Regions from separate parts of the Bombyx mori genome. Here region 1 is linked to region 2. Evidence: chromatin contacts called from public Hi-C data. All regions are on one chromosome and are shown on one strand. The core of a region is the stretch at or near the end of the contact, and the rest is flanking DNA. Distances in the headings are between cores, read along the strand shown.

Region 1 (5,151 bases), core at 321-2,820, 410 kb after region 2:
AAGATATAAGATTGCATGTACAATAAAGATAACAATAGTGTAATGATTATTTCAATCACATTGGAATACCAGCATAAAGCGGTTTTTATTTTAAATTAATTGCTTAATCTTTTTTTCTCATAAGGTGGCTGAAGGTGAAATGGTGGAGAATAAGCTGGTGATACCCGACGAAATGATGCAATATCTTAACCAATCAATATTGGCAACCGAAGCGGAAACATCAGCTAAAACGGACTCCGCAAATCGACCTAACACAGAACCGAGTCTAGATAAGGACAGTGCTACCAAAGACAATACCACAAACGAACAACAAAACACTAATAATTCCAGTGATAAAGTCAGTGACGTAGCGACCAGTGACGATTCTCTACTTAAAAATCTAGGTGCCATAGGAAGTGATCTCAATATAAGTGATATTCAAGTCGATTTAAGGTCGTTAGACGTTAGTATGTCGGGCAACAGCGGCTCTCTTCTGGCTGTCAAAACACCCGAAGATAAAACTCCTCTACAAGAACAAGTCACCCCGGAAGTCAAAGCAGAGAACAAAGAAAGGGAAACGAAGAAGTCGGATCCGAATCCTTTGCAATCACTGCAAACGATGACAGCCAACCAGACTGAACAATCCAATAAAATTAGGGCTAATGCTCAGAAACAGAATAAGACGAATACTAAGACTATAATGAGTCAAAATATTTTGAGTCCGCAGAACCTGCCTCACAGCATGTTGAGTCCACAAAGCCTCCCGCACAGTGCAATGAGTCCACAAAGCGTTATGAGTCCGCACAATATCCCACAAAATATTATGTCCCCTCCCAGTGCTTATAACGTGATGAGCCCCCAAAGTGCGATGAGTGTAATGTCCCCGCAGCATAATGCCATGAGCCCACAAAGCATGCAAAGTCTCATGAGTCCACAGATACCCAACCAAATAATGTTGAGCCCTCGTCACAATAACGTCAGTAGCCCCATGTCACAGAATATGGCTAGTCCCATGATGAACATGGCTAGTCCGATGGGACAGACCATAGCCAGTCCCATGAGCCACGGTATGCCCAGCCCCATGCATCCAGGAATGCAAAGCCCAATGGGACAGGGCATGGCAAGTCCAATGATACAAAACATGCCGGTGGCTATGAACGGACCTGTGAACCCCAATCTCCAAAATCAAATGATCAACGTTAATCAACAACAAATGGCTCTCAACTATCGGCCCAACTGTCACAGAATGCCGGCTCGGCCAAATATGCCGATGCCGAACCAGTACACGCAAAATTACAATAACAACCAACCACCACAATATCCAATGCAAAACCAAAATGTTAACGTGCACCATCAAAACGTGCAAAATTATCAAATCATGCAATCTTACAACCAGAACCAAGCACCGACGGTCAATCAAATGGTTCAAAATCAGAACGTTCATTATCCGAACCAGCCTATGATGAACTACCAACAGATGAACTTCAACCAGAACAGCCGTGCTCACCCGATGCAGTCGTCTAGATCGTCCATGATGAGCGTCGACAACAGCGGCAATATGACCCGGGGTGTAATGACCAGTTACTGCGACACGCAACACCAGTGCCCGCCCGCACAGACCAACCATTACAACCAGAACGTACAGTACCCTCAGCCGCCTCCATACAATGCCGTCGTCAATAACAACGTGATGGGACCTCCACCACCGAAGAACAATCACCAATACAACCAAGCTATGATGAACAATAACCAATATTACAATCACCAGAGGCCTTACAACCAATGGGACTATCCAGGCAATCAGTTCAACAAACACAATCCACAGAAGTCCACACCGAATTCCGTGAACATGTCGACGGGAAGCCAGAAACAAGTCAAGTGCAACCGGCTGACGAACTGCAACCAAATCAAGAACGACCAGGCTGATTGCAGCATGAACAGCCTGAGGAGCCAAAACAATCAGCCCAGCGAAGTCCAAGTCTGGGACATATCTCAGTCGCAAATCGAAGCGAACAACGGAAGACGGAAGACCCAAAACAATTCAATGAGACAGGAAACTTATCAGAGAACGCTGGAGTACGTCGAGAACTGTGAAAACTGGAAGAGTTCTGAAATGGTGTCGAGCACCACGCATCCCCTGCAAGGCGATAATATGGTTGTGAATGACCTCCAGACGTCTTTGTCTTCGTTTTACGAGGAGAATCAATACCTCCAAATGATTCAATAGTTGCTTAAGTGTATTATTAATATTTTTTTTGTAAAATCAAGGACATAAACTACATACTTGAACAGTGCACTAATGCCACATATTCGATTTCTAATTCACTTATTGTAGGGCAGTTAACAAGTGAGAGTGTACGTAATGTACTATGCTCAAGTTTCAGAAGTCAATCGAAGCAACCATACCATTTTTAACTTTCAACGAAATAATATAAAGAAACACGTTTGGCACTCTGGGACTGCCGCGGTAAAGCTATTGCATAGCATTTTTTATCAACTTATGCAATTGTAATGAGACAATAATAATTTAATATTAAAACAATAATTAATAAGACCACGCTATATTTATAAATATTAACAAAAGCAAAACATTAACTGTCCCCTTCACACTCACAAGCTAAACCGTGCGCTAAACTAAACCGTGTTGTGCATGCAGTGCGACGTCACGCCGCGCGCTTATTCACAAACACTACACAAGCGCAACGTGTGAATGTGTTGAACGCGAGCTACATGGTAGGCGGAGTGGGGGAGTGTTAGGTTTTATTTTCGTTACGAAATTTCTTGATTCGATCGCTGCGCTCAAAGCCCGCCATAAAAGTATGCAAACATGGCAAAATAATTATAATAATAAATGCGAAGATATGTGATATTGGGTGGATCTTTAATACTCATTCACGCAATAACTACAGCACAGATTTTGATGAAACTTCATAATGCTATAGTTTATTTAACCAAACCACATGAGCTATAATCTAGTACGAAAAATGTACGGCAGGTGGCGCGGTTGTAGTTTCAATTGCCCTATATTTTTCATGCCATTTCCCTGTGAACCGGAATAATTTTAGTTCCTAACGCGTTAGTGGGTGGATATGACCTCGTAAAGGTCAGTCGTTTGAAGATCCGTTCTTTGGATACCCGTTTAACACTGAATACGAGATGTCGGATCGCTACCTCTCTGAAAACCTCTGTTCAGGTTCGTGGATTATGTATCCTTGATTCTTGGTGCATTGAAACATAGGTTGTTGCTACACGTCCCTTCGAGACTGATTATTTTTTAAAACATACTTTTACATATAAAAAATTTAAAAAAAAAACCTTAACCTAAGTTCTAAAATTTAAAAGACATCGTTTGAGATTGTACATAACAAATCGTCTTCCAATAGTACTATTATTGCATTTACATGTAATTTTGTAGCTTTTTACATAAAAAAAATGTGCCTTAGAATGTACATACACGAAACTGTACATACTTTTAAGATACAATGTATTTTGTGCCTTAAACGTTCTTGGATTACGTATTATTTTGTATTTTTAATTTTTAGTCTATCACATAAGTGATCTATGAGATTATTAGCTGGAATAAAATTTTGTACAAAATAGATATTTTCATTAGGATTTTTATTGTAATATCGATCGTTAATTAAATATTAACTAACATTAATTTAGTTATGAATCTCTTAGAAATAGTTTATTATAATTTTTTAATTGAGATTACTAGTTTTTAAATATTTGTTAATGGTATTTAAATTTACGCACAAAACGAAAGGTAGAGAAATAAATGAACTGTATCTTGTAGTAAATTATTTGTTTTATACTGTTTTGTAATAGTTGGGGGACATCTGTGACATTTATTTTCAAATAAATATTCTTGAATGAAAATGTGGCATCATTAATTTTTGTGTTTTTTCTTTCTTGAATTCATTTGGTATACCCTTATCGCATCAGAATGCGATGCTATAATGCGGTTCAAGTGTTGAAGGTATATTGACGCCAATATATAATTAGAACACATTTACTGTACATAAAAAATAACATAAGAAATTAATTCACAAAATTCTTCAATTCAAACCTTAAAATTTCAATATGATATTCGATACTACTATATATTTTAAATGAGTCATGAGCGAACTTTTCTTTATATATTATTTTGTTATAAAAGTCTTATGCCATCATCGCTGAGTATGAACATCAATAGGGGATACATGTAGGTTTCCCCCTACCATCTCGCATCGCGATTTAGAACATTTTATACTACACGGGGAATACCAATGAGGGGAATTGATCCCAAAGCCGAATGGTATGTAGCAAAAAAGGACCTCTTGAAACGCGCTGTCGATGAAGGCACTACTTCTAGGTAGTATGGATGAACCCAGTTCCCTTTGGCTCTTTTAGTCAAGCTTTCAGAAGAGTTTTAGCGAAAGGCTTGTTGACCTCTTGCATTACATACGTTCATAAGCGTCGGTGCTCACTCACCATCAGGACGTATGCTCGTCCGCCTAGTAGCAACAACAAGTCAGAGACTAGCAAAGCCGTTATCATTAAAACATTGCGATAGATCTCATCTGAATCATGTGACATCTCGATTATCGTAATGAGCCGCGAAGCCGTCTTTTCTTTAACATACAATTTCGATGACAGGTTTCGTTTACTGACCAGCCAGGTGAACGCAGTACGTACGACGCAGTAAGTACGAACGAGGTAGGAACTCTTGTGAGTCTGCACGGGTAGGTACCACCAATCTGCCTATTTCTGCTGTGAAGCAGTAATGCGTGTCGGTTCGAAGGGTGGGGCGGCCGTTGTAACTATACTCAGACCTTATCTCAAGGTGGGTGGCGCATTTACGTTGTAGATGTCTATGGGCTCCAGTAACTAATTAATACCAGGTGGGCTGTGAGCTCGTCCACCCATCTAAGCAATAAAAAAAGTCTTTGTAGGTTTTTATTGACGCGGTGACAGGCGGGCATCTGACGTACTAATAAGTTTATACTGGTGCTCACCGACATCAGCAGTGCCAAGTCCTTGCTCATAGCCGAGGACTCATTTCAAAGGATGTTTCAAGGTATTAGCGCCTTTCCGAGACTTACCATGAAATTATTTAGTTTAAGGTTTTCAGATGACGTAGATATAATTAAAATTATATTAACGATTTTAATCTCATAATAACTTGAAATA
Region 2 (5,114 bases), core at 1,310-3,809:
GGGTGGGAGACGACAGGGGTTTGCCACCCGACGAGAGTAGATTTCCATAGATCGGACCTGAAATAGACGTTGCTTGTCGGGTTATGGCGTACTTGTAGTTTTTAGTATATACTGTTACGCCGGTAAGAGTAACGCCATCTATCGCCGAATAGTCGAACGAATATCGAAGGATCTAGTAACACCTAGAACGCTCGAGAAGTTCCACAGATGTGTGGAATATTCTCGATAACTCTAGGGATGAGGTATCGGCTATAAAAGAATTGTAGAGATGGCACGCAGTCAGCCAGTAATCGGAACTACTCGAAGCGAAACAGCGAACGTATTACCTGAAGCGAAGCGGAAGAAGCGAATTGAGAATTTTAAAGTGTTTGTGAATTGTTTTAAGTGTTTTTCAAGTGTTGAATACAGTTTATAGTTGTAATTTGGTGGAATTTTATTTATCCCGACCCCAGCGCCTAACAATACATATACGTCCGATGGACCATTAACATATAATAACATATTCGTGTGATGCGTTTGGCGATAGTTACCGTCGCCGTTTCTAGGAAGAACTTGCGTAAAATTTACCTAGTGAAGATTTAATTTAGTTTCAGCTAGATTCAAGATGATAGCTCATGAATGTGCTTCTAAAGATTTGATATCCTAATGTTAAGTGGATAAGGAAGCTTGTAGGCGTGAAGTAAAAGTATCTATTGTATTGTATAAAAACTGCCCAACCCTTCAAACTATTTCGGTAATATTATCGGTAGGCTGTGTTGTGAGTCCGGTAGGTAGATACATACCACCCTGCCTATTTCTGCCGTGAAGCATTAATGCGTTCCGGTTTGAAAGGTGGGGCAGACGTTGTACTGGAAAACTGGGACTTGGAAGTAATGTCTCAAGCCGGGTGGCGGCATTTACGTTGTTAATGACTATGAGTTCCGGTAACCACTTAAAATCGGGTGGGCTTTGACCTAGTTCCCCCATATAAGCAATGTTTTTATTATTGAACGGCCGTCTGGTGTAGCGGTAAGTGACATAGTCACTACACAGGGGGTCGCGGGTTCGAATCCCGCCAAGGGAAGATATTTGTATGATAAATATAAATGTCTTTTCCAGGGTTATGTATATATATTAAATATGTGTATGTGTATAATAAAAATCTTACATTTATTTCCGTTATCTGGTACCTGTAACACAAGTTCTTTACGAACTTATCACGGGACCAGTTAACGTGGCGTGACTGTTAGTAAATATTTATTTATTTTATTTTATTTATTATTTATTGAAACATTTTATTTGTAACCTATTATTCCGCCCATATAAGCAATATATTTTTAAATTATTTATTCCAACATACCAGTATTCATCATCTGGTGATTGTGTAGAGATTCATTGTGCGATGATGAAGTCGATATATTGGTCACGGAGCCGCTAACTGAACAACTGCAAACCTGAAATTCACGAAATACACGTGATTACATATTAATTTAAAACACCGACTAAGTAAATTGTCTTGCTGATTAAATAATACTGAAAATATTATTTACATTACGTTTGAGTCAGGATTGTTTGGTTTGAGAATAATTAAAAGTCGATTTTTGTGTTCTCACTTAGGATATAGAATAAATTAATTCAACTCGTAAAAATACAGTGATGAGGTTTTTTTTAATTGATTTGTTAGCCAGGTACTAAATCGCAACAAAGCTTAGTGACGGAAAGCTTAAATCCCAAATATTTTTTTTATATAACAGGATTAGGTGACACACTAGTTAGCACCCCTGACTGCTTTGCCAATAGACGTTGGTTCGATTCCCAGTTCGGATATTTGTGTGACGGACAAGTTTGTTTGCGCTTTGTCTGAGAGTTTAATGTATACGTTCCCTAGATTATTTGTTTATTAATATGTTATTTACTTTAACATTCTTTGTTTTAATGTGATAATGACATTTCACAGAAATTTAATTCAGAAAATTTTTTCGCAACTCGACGCGATGGCACGCGATCACTATCATTTCTCTGTTCGTATGAAATCCATACATCGTGAGTAACAAGTGCTCACGGATGCTCACGGCTGGAATTTAACAGCCGATCTCAGCACTCAATAAAATACAGCCGGTATTATACGAATGCCATCGACCTCCTTGCGGAAGCCGTATACTATTTTTATCTAAATAGGAAAGCTGACGGCTGATATTGGTGTTCCCTGTGACAATCCCGGAAGCTACCCTTCCGTCGTGATTATACCAAAGAAAAAAAGACCTACATTATATTTACGTAAATCATATTTTCCGGTATTGAAACTCCACAGTCTTGTCATTTTCACTATCCGAAATACATCTTTGCTCTTCTTTGCCGATTTCATTAGCACTTTCGACTTTTTACGATTCACTTCGTAACACATTTTTTTTTGTTTCTTATTTTTCTAGAAATATCTAAGTGAGCACTAGGTTTAATGTCGCGTCGTATTCAATAGTTGATATACCGTATTTAATTACACGGTTTCTATAAGACGGTGCGCAGGCGACCACACGACGCGGCGCACGTCACCAACTGATAGAATATTGTTTGGGCTATCATGTCATTGTGTTTATTTAACTAATAATACACACACGCTTTGTGTAACAGCCGAACAAGGTTATTATATTCGCTAAGATGTAGTGCGTTGACATTTTTATCGCATAGTTTTTATGTAGGAAGTGTCGCGATCGCTATACCTACTCGTGTTACGATGCTTTAGTTATAGAAATTTTCCGTTATTTTTAATTGCACAGTGATTAAATTAGATTAAATTAGATACCGGAATCACTAGGAAAAGTAAGAACACAGTTAGTAAAAATATATATATGGTAAATATAGTAAATGCACAACAGAATTAGCTGAGTCATATTTTTTTTTGTACTCCGTGTGTGTACCCAAATCAACAGAATCAGGGAAATATAAATATTTATACAGTAATTTGAAGGCTTTTCACAGAAAATAATAGTTATTCAGTACTTCTAATTAGAATAAACAAAGCATTTAGAAATTAATCTGGGTATTTTTTTTCCTATCTAAGCTGATAGCCTTGAGAGGCTATTTCAGCGTAACCTTAGCTAGTAGGTGAGCTCACGGGGCTCAAACCGGAGTGATGCTAACACTCACCCTAGCAAGAGCAGTGCTTCGCAGAATCTACCACCGGATCGGAAACGCGACCTACTGAGAAGATCCGGCGAGAAACTCTGTGGGCTGTGTCTGTGGGTTAATTCGCTCGTTGAGCCCTACGTCAAAAGCGACGGGTTCGACGAGGACATTTACCGGTGCTTGTGGTACCTAAAAGCACCGTTAATGGATCGGGAGAATCCGTAATCACGTGTTTTGGGCAATAGGTCCTAGTACAAAGGCATATATTCGCACAACTACGAATACATCAGACCTTTTTAATTTGGAAAACGAAGGTTTCTTACATGTATTGACTCATTAAGAAGTTATGTACCAAAATTAGGTAAAAGTTAAGTAATGATTTGTTTAATATCCGTCATACCCCGCTGTCTGCGTCAGCCGGATGAAGCACCCCGGGCGGTAGATCGGTGGCGATCATGTGGATCTGGTGAGCCGACTGCTGAACTCTAGCAACCATGGCTTCTACGTCGTGCGTGTCGCATTGCAAGTGGTTGCTGCGAAAAAAAAACAATACCACCACTTAATTTTTTGATTCAAAGTTAAAATCTTATACCTTTGTATAAATTGTGTGAGTCCGCACGGGTAGGTATCACCACCCCGCCTAATTCTGCCGTGAAGCAGTAATGCGTTTCGATTTGAAGGGTGGGGCAGCCGTTGTAACTATACTGAGACCTTAGAACTTATATCTCAAGGTGGGTGGCGCATTTACGTTGTAGATGTCTATGGGCTCCAGTAACCACTTAACACCAGGTGGGCTGTGAGCTCGTCCAACCATGTAGACAATAAAAAAAAAAGTCCTGTATCAGCATTTTTATGCGGCTATAAATTCTAGAGATTTATCTGATTATTTCACCTTTTCAATACAAATTTGTAGTATGCAGTTAATTTCAGTCAAGTTCAGCTTACAGAATTTTTGTAAATGCTTACTCCTTAGTACATACAAACAATTATTAAATTATAATTCACAATATTCGAGTCGAAGAAGCGACCTAAATTCAATATACTTTTCCCTTTTATTTCTGTACTATAATTTGATACTTTACGGCAAAAGTAATTAGATAAAAAACCTCTTTTCTTTAAGAAGGATTTAATTTGTATTCGATAAGGACATGTCCTTGAAACCCGATTGCCGATGTCCTTAGCTAGGCGGTGATTCCTCTGACCTTCCTCTGTTTATTTTCCTTATATTATTTCCGACATTTCGTATACTTTTTTAGTGGTCACGGACGAACAAGATGTTGTTCGTGTTTGAAACTGTGATAGCCCAGTTAGCATTAGATAAAAAATTAAGAGTAGTACATAGTATATATTAGAGTATAACATCGTGTAATAAAAATCAAACCCGCAGAATTATAATTTGCGTAATTACTGGTGGTAGGACCTCTTGTTAGTCCGCGCTGGTGGGTATCACCGCCCTGCCTATTTCTGCCGTGAAGCAGTAATGCGTTTCGGTTTGAAGGGTGGGGCAGCCGTTGTGACTATACTGAGACTTTAGAACTTGTATCTCAAGGTGGGTTGGTAGTCGTAGATGTCTATGGGCTCCAGTAACCACTTAACACCAGGTGGAATGTGACCTTGTCCACCCATCTAAGCAATAAAAAAAAAGTTTGAATTATATTAACGAAAATCGAAGAAAATAATAGATTTGATGTTCTAGAGCTCTGTCGTTACTGACTGGAATTAATCGGCTATTGTATGACCTCTCTGTAGGATTCCTTGTAACTTACCCCATGTCGGGTGGTTCGTGTCGCTCCCGCAAGGACATCGACCTCATGGGTCTCGTCAAAGCTAACATCTTTTCTGTGCCGCTGGGACTTTTTTGTAGCAACGTAGTCGCGTAGATATCAGTACCTGTAATTACGGACAAATGGAGTTTTAGAATCGGAATAATTGTTAAACGTAAAATTGTAGATAAGAGCAGTTTTTTTTTTTAAATTGTGTACTGTAAAAACGGTGACTTAGAACTCACGTCT

The links. A called contact is a pair of places that touch in the nucleus more often than the background predicts.
Region 1: a contact with region 2 is called in a Hi-C map of posterior silk gland, with 2.5 times the contacts expected there. The contact joins two enhancer-like sites. A contact is called at or near these places in 2 of 7 Hi-C or Micro-C datasets (posterior silk gland and whole pupa).

The regions. Positions count from the first base shown.
Region 1 is chr27:6,599,366-6,604,516 of ASM3026992v2, forward strand. LOC692674 (transcriptional activator cubitus interruptus) reads left to right here. Exons shown (of 21, transcript XM_062676509.1): 21 at 125-3,872. The coding sequence ends at 2,206. Among protein-coding and RNA genes, the nearest start is that of LOC119630801, 16 kb to the right of the region's middle. Within about 2 kb of position 1,571, at least 5 of the 8 cell types and tissues checked have open chromatin away from gene starts, as enhancers often do.
Region 2 is chr27:6,186,667-6,191,780 of ASM3026992v2, forward strand. LOC101744693 (IQ motif and SEC7 domain-containing protein 1) reads right to left here. Exons shown (of 23, transcript XM_021346151.3): 8 at 4,869-4,992; 9 at 3,503-3,635; 10 at 1,340-1,433; 11 at 1-57. Among protein-coding and RNA genes, the nearest start is that of LOC119630684, 17 kb to the right of the region's middle. Within about 2 kb of position 2,560, at least 4 of the 8 cell types and tissues checked have open chromatin away from gene starts, as enhancers often do.